Linked DNA regions of Macaca mulatta: region 2 is linked to region 1. The links are chromatin contacts, called in public Hi-C maps. All regions are on one chromosome and are shown on one strand. The core of a region is the stretch at or near the end of the contact, and the rest is flanking DNA. Distances in the headings are between cores, read along the strand shown. Region 1 holds the start of IVNS1ABP (influenza virus NS1A binding protein). Region 2 holds the start of ODR4 (odr-4 GPCR localization factor homolog).

Region 1 (4,118 bases), core at 1,566-4,065:
ACTTCACAGGGCAGTCAGAAAGATAAAACAAGCTATGAAAATAGCTTGAACAGAAAGGAAAAAAGGTATTAGCAAATATATTCCAGAAATGGCAGCTATTTCAGTTTCAACAGATTGTAGATTTGCAGGATGCATATGGTCATAGTGGGCAACGAAGTAAGAAAGCCTAATTCCAAGGTTTAAACAATGCTAAGCATGGAAAGCAGATGAAGGATTTAAACAAGGAGGCATAGGGCATCCTAGCAGAAATGTTGGGGATGGTCTAGAGGAATGAGTAAAGCATGGAAACAGGGCAGTTAAGATTCTGTACACCCGTGCTCCTTTAAGGCAGTGAGGACTTAAGATATTTTATTTTAGATATGTGGCATCCTTATTAAAATCAATTATCAAAATTAAGATATGTGGTATCCTTATTAAAATCAGTTACCAAAAAGCGTAACACAAAGTCGTTTATAGTTTGCTACATGGAGAAGGGAAGGAAAGGAAGAATTTGGTTTGAGACGTTCTAATGCTGAGGTATCTGCATGTTAATAACAAAAATATAATAGTATGATGTTAAGTATAGGTTCAGAAACATTTACAAGATATACAACTTGTAGTTTACAAGTGTGTATTTTCTGTTGTTCTAACAAAAACCCAGAAATCACTCTCTTACAATACCTTCAATTTACACACACACACTAGAACATGACATCGTGGGAAGACCCCCAACCTTTAAGAATTCCTATTTGCAGGATTTGACTATACAATCGCACTGCTAAAAAGTGGATGAAATGACTTACTTAGAGTTACTTCATCTTAATATCAATTATTAAGATACTTCCTTAACAGGAAAGCATATTTAAAAACGTATTTGCAAAACTACATTTAATTACCATCTAACAAATCCTTCAAGCAAGAAAAACAAAATCCCACCTTCCAAAACCAAGTAGCCAAAAAGACTAATTTAAAACTAAGACTAAAACCTGAAATGTTTTGTCTTGGGGGGAAAGCTAGAAAATCAACTACAAATTATTGGCTATAGAAATTAGTATCTATCAGTTAACTAGAGATTTCATTTATTAGGAAAACACAGGAAAACCATTCCAGGGCTCTCTTTGGTCAGTGGCTCAAGTTCCGTTTACCTCTGGCTACCAAATTATGGACTTGATAAGTAGCCTGCCAGCTGGCATTAAATGATACTAGTCTCAATCCAATTCTAAAGTCCGTGTTTACCTCACGTCCAGACTTAACCAATACAACTACTCCTTCAGTATCTTTAAGACAGAAGTGTCAGCAGGCTTTAGCCTAAAAGTAATCATCAGTATTTTGTTTTTCCTAAATCAATCACTGGTGCTAGAATTATTAAAAGAAAGCATGGCCTGTGGCACTCTAGTCTATGCTGTACTTATTCATCTGTTAAGAGTGGTACTAGGCTTCCAGAGTTGTCATCTATTAGTAGACAGAAGATCACAACACAACGAATAGCTTGACGCCAAGGTGTTCTAAAGCTCCATCACTGCAACAGACATGAACAAAATGCGCCCTCTTGGACATCTGCATTTCTCCTTGAAATGTCAGCTGCCTCAAACCAATAGATACGTCCACTACGGACCGGGGCGGGGGGCGGGGGAAGTAAATGTAGTTCTCAACTAGTGGTTCAATTTACCCTAGGTTCAACCCTCAGCCTGATACCTTCCTATCTATCATCAAGAGCTTATAATCAGAGACACTTAACCAAAAGCGTGGAGGGACGGAAAAAGAGCAAATCTTGCCACTTATTTCTTTCATAAAAAAGAAAAAGCGTCCCAGGCCTTCCTCCGCGCGCGGTCAGGCCCGCGCCCACTCCGAAGGCTGCTAGGCGAGGCCCCCAGCGCCCGCACACCCCCGCCCGGGATTGGCCAGCCCTGCAGTCACTCAGTACCGACACGTCAGGGCAGCCGCTCCCTCCCTCCTCCCGCCCCCTTCTCCCCGCGCTTGGCAAGAAAAGCGGGCAACGTGGAGCGGGAACAAAGGACCCCGCGGCCCACGGCGATCGGGGACTCCGTGCCACCCTACTCCAGGCCCGGGGCTGGCTGCCCGCCCACACGCGCCAAGTCCTGGGAGCTCTTCCAGAAGAGAATCCCACACCCCAGGCAAACCCAAGGAGAGGCGTCCGCTCCTGACAGCAAGAACGGGGAGTCCCGCGCCCTCCTTCCGGCTGGTCATCCCCTCCCGGCGGCGCCCTAACCAGGCCTCCCAAAACCCTTCGAGCAAAAAACTCTCGTTCCTCCCAGCCTGCCTCCCCCGCGCCAGTGCAGAAAAGGGGTTCGAGCCTCCGCGCTCTCCGAGGCGGCCAGCGCCCGCTCTCGGCCGCCAACGCGACTCGGCAACCATGGCAGCGCTGGAGCGCCGGCCCAGCGCGGCGCGGGCTTCACGTCCCAGAGGGCGGCGGCGGCGGCGGCCGCCGCTTGGGGCTGCCTCCTCTGATGAGGACACCGCTTCCGCGCCTCCTACCCTCTTCCCATCCGCCGGCGCCATCCCCTCATCTCGGATTCTAGCCGCGCCCTGTCCCTCATCTGCCGTTCGTAGAACCAGCGCGTATTACCTGGTTCATCTCTGAAGAGATGGAAACATTCATCTCTAGAGCTTCGATGGGAAGCAGGAGGAAGCGGGCGGGAATCAGCCCAACGGAAGGCGCCAGGAGGCGGCGGAAGGGGGGAGCGGTCAAGTAGAAGGACAAGGGTCCAGTCCGTGGAGACTGAGAGGAGTGGGGAGCGCCACCGAGAACTCGCGGGAACTCGCTCGCTCGCCGACACAGCCGCGCCGAAGCAGCAGGCGCAGAAACTGCGCTCAGCAGCTCTGAGCGACCGACCTCCACGCGCCACCGGGAGACACTGCCTCTGCCGCCGCCGACCGCTCGCGCCGCACCCCCTTGCACGTCACCACGTGCGCCGCCGCCGCCAACCCCTCCCAGCCCGCTTCCGTCTCGAATCCATCTGCAAATCACAGGCGAGCCCCATAAAGATCCCGCTCTAGGCCCCGCCTCCGCCCGCGGCCCCGCCCACATCCCGCCCCGCCCTCCTCCCTCTTCGACTGGGGTTCCTTCTTTCTCGGTGCAACTAGGTCAGCGCAAGGTGATCTGAGGAGATAGGCGGCGCTCGGGGGGCGCCCTCGTTCTTTATCGCGCGTTTGTCCCTCCCTCCGTTTCTTGCCCCACACCCTCACTTCGTCCAGTGCGTTGCCTGTCCCGGAACTGGTTCCCTCCAGCCGCCCTCACCTGTTCTGACTTCCCCTCGAGGCACAATAGCCTGAAAGATCAGACGTGGGAGATTAGATTGCTCGGCGTCAGACCTACTTCTAGGCAACCCCCTAGACTGCAGCTGCTCGCCGTGGACATTAGGATCTAGCTGGGCATGAGTCCTTAACTTTGGGGTCGGGGGGAAGTGGCGTGTGCGGGGAGGAGGCTTGCAGAGTGTGAGAAAGAAAAGAGGCACTCTCAGAAGAAGTCGAACAACTAACCCCTCATTTGGCCTGGTTTGGGTGAGAAGATTGAGTCACTTGGGGAAAAAAACAATTGGAGAAGTCAGAGAAGGTATAATACTATCAGTGGTGCCACAAACACCAGTTTACTTCCAGTTTTCACCACCCCCCCGCCCCGGGTTTGTTTTGTCTGCGTGCAGCTCTCCTTTTGTTGGAGACGCTGAGTCAGTTCTCTACTGGTCTTGCCCTCTTCCGGAAAAACAAAACAGGCCTGAGAAGTGGTAGTTCCTATCCTAACCTCCTGGGGCCCTTTAGACCAGGTGCCAGACTTCATTATCCACACCACCACCTTGCCCAGGAGGGAGATCTGTGAAAGCGAAACGTGATTTAAGCTGGGATCTGGCAGCAACTTCGTGGACTCTGAAGGGCAGGCAGGAAAGGTTTTTTGATTGAAGGAGCGGGATGTAGTGAGGTAAAATTATATCCAAATTAGAGTTTGGTAAAGGCTTCCAGGTTAATGTCCTGTTACGCTTATCCTGATTTGTGGAGGACACTTAAGCTGTCTAGGCCTAACTTTGTGTTTGATCACTCACCTAAATTTGTAGACATTCTAGGAGCTCTTTGTCAATACCTCTTCCCGTTTTTATCTTTATTTATGCTTATGGAAGCAGGAAAAA
Region 2 (4,187 bases), core at 1,627-4,126, 1.0 Mb after region 1:
TTTCCCAAGTATATAAAGGAGTCTCTGAAGATTTCAATACTCCGAGAATACTTACAAAGACGAACTAAATACTTACTGAGTTTCTCTAGCTCAAGCCGCAAGCTTTGACACTCCCGGGTTTCATTCACAAGTCTCTCCTGACTGTGAGACAATCTCTTTTCTATTTCAAAATACTGTTGTTCTACAGCAGACAAGCAAAAAACAACAAAATCAAACACATGTACATACATTGTCAATACTGTTATTTATTTCTAATAACCTCGAATTTAAAATTTAAGGTATAGTACTAGAATTGCACTTCACGTAACAGAATCTGAGTAAAGATAAATAGACTGAGCACTGAAAAGGACTTAGAGTATTTCCAAATGACTTACATGACAAAAAATTAAAATAAAAATAAGGCCTAAAAGGGACTTTACAAATGAATGTCTTTAAGGCAGGTAACATGTCTCATTTATCTTAGTATTTTCTCCAGACATCAGTAAACTGCTTACCATGAAGTATTTATTAAACGAGAAAAAATTGTTTAGACAAAAAAAAAATTGCTTTGTTTTAAAAGGCTTCTTTTATAGTAGTCAAGATATTACCTGAAAGCATAAAACTACTAAATTTACGTAAATGTGTAAACTTCCCAAGGGAAGGGATTGAATATCGTGCTCAGCATAGTATCAGGAGTAAGACACTCAATATTTACGGTGCAAATTAATATATAGAATGCAACGTACTACTCAGCTCTGAGATCAGAGAACTAATTTTCAAAGTCAATTCTGCTTGACAGTTACACTTATTTTTACTTTTTTTTTTTTTTTGAGACAGAGTCTCCCTCTGCAGCCCAGGCTGGAGTGCAGTGGCTGGATCTCAGCTCACTGCAAGCTCCGCCTCCCGGGTTCACGCTGTTCCCCTGCCTCAGCCTCCCGAATAGCAGGGACAACAGGCGCCCGCCACCACCTACAGCTAATTTTTTTTTTTTTTTTTTTTTGTATTTTTAGTAGAGACAGGGTTTCACCGTGTTAGCCAGGATGGTCTCGATCTCCTGACCTCGTGATCCGCCCGCCTCGGCTTCCCAAAGTGCTGGGATTACAGGTGTGAGCCAATGCGCCCAGCAGACAGTTACACTTTTTTTGAAGTAAAAACTTGTTCAGAATTTCCAGTCAACTTAGCAAGAACAGCATTAACTTCCCCAAACAAATGGTAAACCAAAACACATTATCAGTAAGTTTGTATTTTACTAATGGTAATTACTATATTCTTCATATTTTTTCAAGGATGTTCAAGCCATTATTGTCAGTAACTTTCTTACTTAAAGGCCTACTTTAGGTAATTACAAGAAAATTTTAATGTTTTCTATCAAACTCCAACTTTTTGAGAGAAATCAGATACATTACATTTATGTACTGCACGTTCACTGTGTTTCCAGCGCTCTTATGCACCTAATATTCATTTTCGTAAACATGTAATTCATTCTGGGGCCACGGGACGACGCACACACTAAGAACAAGTGCACAGAGTGGTCAATTTGGCAAAGGCCTAGAATGCAGGTGACTAGAAAATAGGGCGGAGCCACTACCAGTTGAAGTGCAACAAAACATACAAGGTACTCCAGGCTCAGAGAGATGGGTTAGCAGACTCCAGCCAAGTCTGTTTCCCGTTTGTCGGACGAAGAGAAATAAGAGTCCCTATATGAGCCTACCCTAATGACAAAGAAAATGGTACTAAACTTAGATTCATATTTTATTTTTCAAAGGCTTCTTATCAAACTGTAAGGAGCAGGAAAGCGAAGGCTCAGGATATCCAAAGAGCCCAGGAAGTGAGGTTAACAGCGTGGTACCCAGTGCCAACTTGATAGGGGGAAGACCAGACCCAAAGGGCGAGAGTCAAGCTCATAACCAAGTGCGGAAAGAGCATCTCACTTACCGCTCTCCACCTTAAATTTCTCGTGCCGCCCCTTCAGGCCATCGATCTCGGATTGCTGATCAGCAAGGAACTTTTCAAGTTTGTTCTGGACAGACTTGGGCAGCTTGTTCAGCTCTGTGCGCTCCAGGACTTGCTGCAACACCGCCGCCATGTCGGTGGGGCCAGGGGCCCCAGTGGCAGCGGCTGACGGGGTAGAAGCAGAGAAGAAAGGCGAAGACCAGGAGGACCCAGACGCCTGGGCCGCCGCCTCTACCACCTCGCTCGGTGGCTCGCGCGCGCCCGCCCGCCGGAGACTCCCGCGGCGGGACCCTGGGAAATCGAGTCCAGCCTAAGCGGCGGCACTTCAGCAACAGCACCTCACCGCCCGCGACCGAAGTGCGCGCGCAGCCGTTGGAAGCTACGCACCCTGGGAACCCGAGCTCAGCTGCTACCCCGATCCTATTGCGCACTCAATTTTCCGGCTTCCAGCTCCACCCACTTCAGGCCTTGTAGGCCTCTGGGAAATGTAGTGTTTTTCTCATTCCCTTCCGCGAGCCCAATCCCGCACCGCCCTTTCAGTTTCCGTTTTTCTCCCCGCCCCCCTGGCTCTCCTATCTCCGCTCCGTAACCGCTGTCCGCACGGTGGCGCCACATACGTACTCGTCACCCCATGGCCCTCCCTGAAGAGCTGGTGACCTTACCATCAAAGCCCCGGGATGCCATGGATCGTCCTCTTTGGCGGCTTCTGGACACTGAGCCACTAGAGGGCATCGGTCCCGGTAGGGGCGGACGGCAGGCTCCAGGCTACCGCCACGCTCTCTATGGCGCCCAGAAGGGGGCGGGGTGGCGACCGCAGTCGCTTTGGCTGAGGCTCTGCGGTGAAGGGAGGGGGGCGTTTTACGTCATCAATCTGCGCCACCTGACTCCCAAGACCCTAGCTTTGGAGTGGGAAGTGAGGTGTGGGAAGTAGGTCGCTTTCTGATGAATTAAGTGGCAGTGAATTGAGACCGGAGGGAATCTGGCCCCTAGAGGCTGGTACTTGCGCCCCCAAACCCCATCTCCAGCAGACAGACTGTCCGAGGTAATTGTCGGCCACGAGTGCACATTCTGAAAACAGGTAAGTCAGCCTAAATGTAGTGTATGTGTGTGTGTGTGCGCGTGCGTGTGCACTAGAGCACACAGCTCCCTTTTCAAGAGAAAAAGGAAGGGACAGAGTGTTGGAAACATATGGACAGTCACTCCGGCACACACTTCTGACGAACTTACCTTGTGTGAAACGGCGTACCTAAATGGTTTTTGGCGGTGGAGAGGTGGTACTGAGTGATACAGTACCCGGGAATTTAAGGACCCGGGTTAATTCTTCAGGAGGAGAATTAAAAGAAACCGTTAGCACTTTGAGTGTAGCCTGTGTTTTAAATTTTTCGTTGCAGAAATTGCTACCTAACATTATATTGTTTTTAAAATTGAAAACTGTTATAACTGAAGTTTTTAAACACTGTTAATTGCTACAGTAATAGAACTTGCATGTTTCCAGATCATAATTCTGTAATTTTAAAGCTCAATCCGTAGATTGCTTCGTGTTTAATTACTCTTCAGAAAGAATTTATTAAATTATTCATTGTAAATAATGCATTCCCAATGTCTTCTCTCTGCAGTTCCCACAGTCGTGGGCCTTCTGTGAATTGGAGATTTATTTTTTATATGAAATTTATTCTTTTTCTCTAGTTCCTACTTTTGAATCATGTTGTGAAGCCATCTAAGAAATATAAATGGAAGCATTTTGTGATATTTTGTAATAACTAAGGAAAAATAAATCAGCAGCGGAGCTTAAGGTTGATTTTTCCCCCAAAATACTTTTTAGATAAGCACTGTAATTAAAGTTGCTGGTATATGAAGTATTATGCTATGTCCTAAGCGCACAGTATTATCATACTGTTGATCTGTCATTTGGGAAATGTAGATTTTCTGTATTTAGATTCACAGAATCCTAACATTAGATAGGTTTTCAGATCTGCTAGGATTCAAATGCTTTATTTTATAGATTAGGAAACCGGAGCCCAGGAAGAGTGAGTTGTGTCAGTTACAGTGCTTGGATCACAAAGGCTTTGGCTGATATACAACATTTCTGGAAAATTATGACCCTATAAGGCAAAATACAGTGGTCCCTTAGTGTCCGTGGAGCATTGGTTCCAGGACCCTCTCACCTGCCCACCCCATGGATACCGAAATCCATGGATGCTCCAGTTCCTTATATTAAATGGTGTAGCATTTGGATACTTTAAATCATCTGTAAA

Evidence for each region. A called contact is a pair of places that touch in the nucleus more often than the background predicts.
Region 2: a contact with region 1 is called in a Hi-C map of fetal cortical plate, with 2.9 times the contacts expected there. The contact joins the promoter of ODR4 here to the promoter of IVNS1ABP in region 1. A contact is called at or near these places in 2 of 14 Hi-C or Micro-C datasets (fetal cortex germinal zone and fetal cortical plate).

Annotation. Positions count from the first base shown.
Region 1 is chr1:42,766,187-42,770,304 of T2T-MMU8v2.0, forward strand. It overlaps IVNS1ABP (influenza virus NS1A binding protein), which reads right to left and starts at 2,816. Exons shown (of 15, transcript NM_001265910.1): 1 at 2,567-2,816.
Region 2 is chr1:43,803,767-43,807,953 of T2T-MMU8v2.0, forward strand. It overlaps ODR4 (odr-4 GPCR localization factor homolog), which reads left to right and starts at 2,877. Exons shown (of 14, transcript NM_001260697.2): 1 at 2,877-3,010. TPR (translocated promoter region, nuclear basket protein) reads right to left here and starts at 2,792. Exons shown (of 52, transcript XR_013417135.1): 1 at 2,595-2,792; 2 at 1,915-2,223; 3 at 77-181.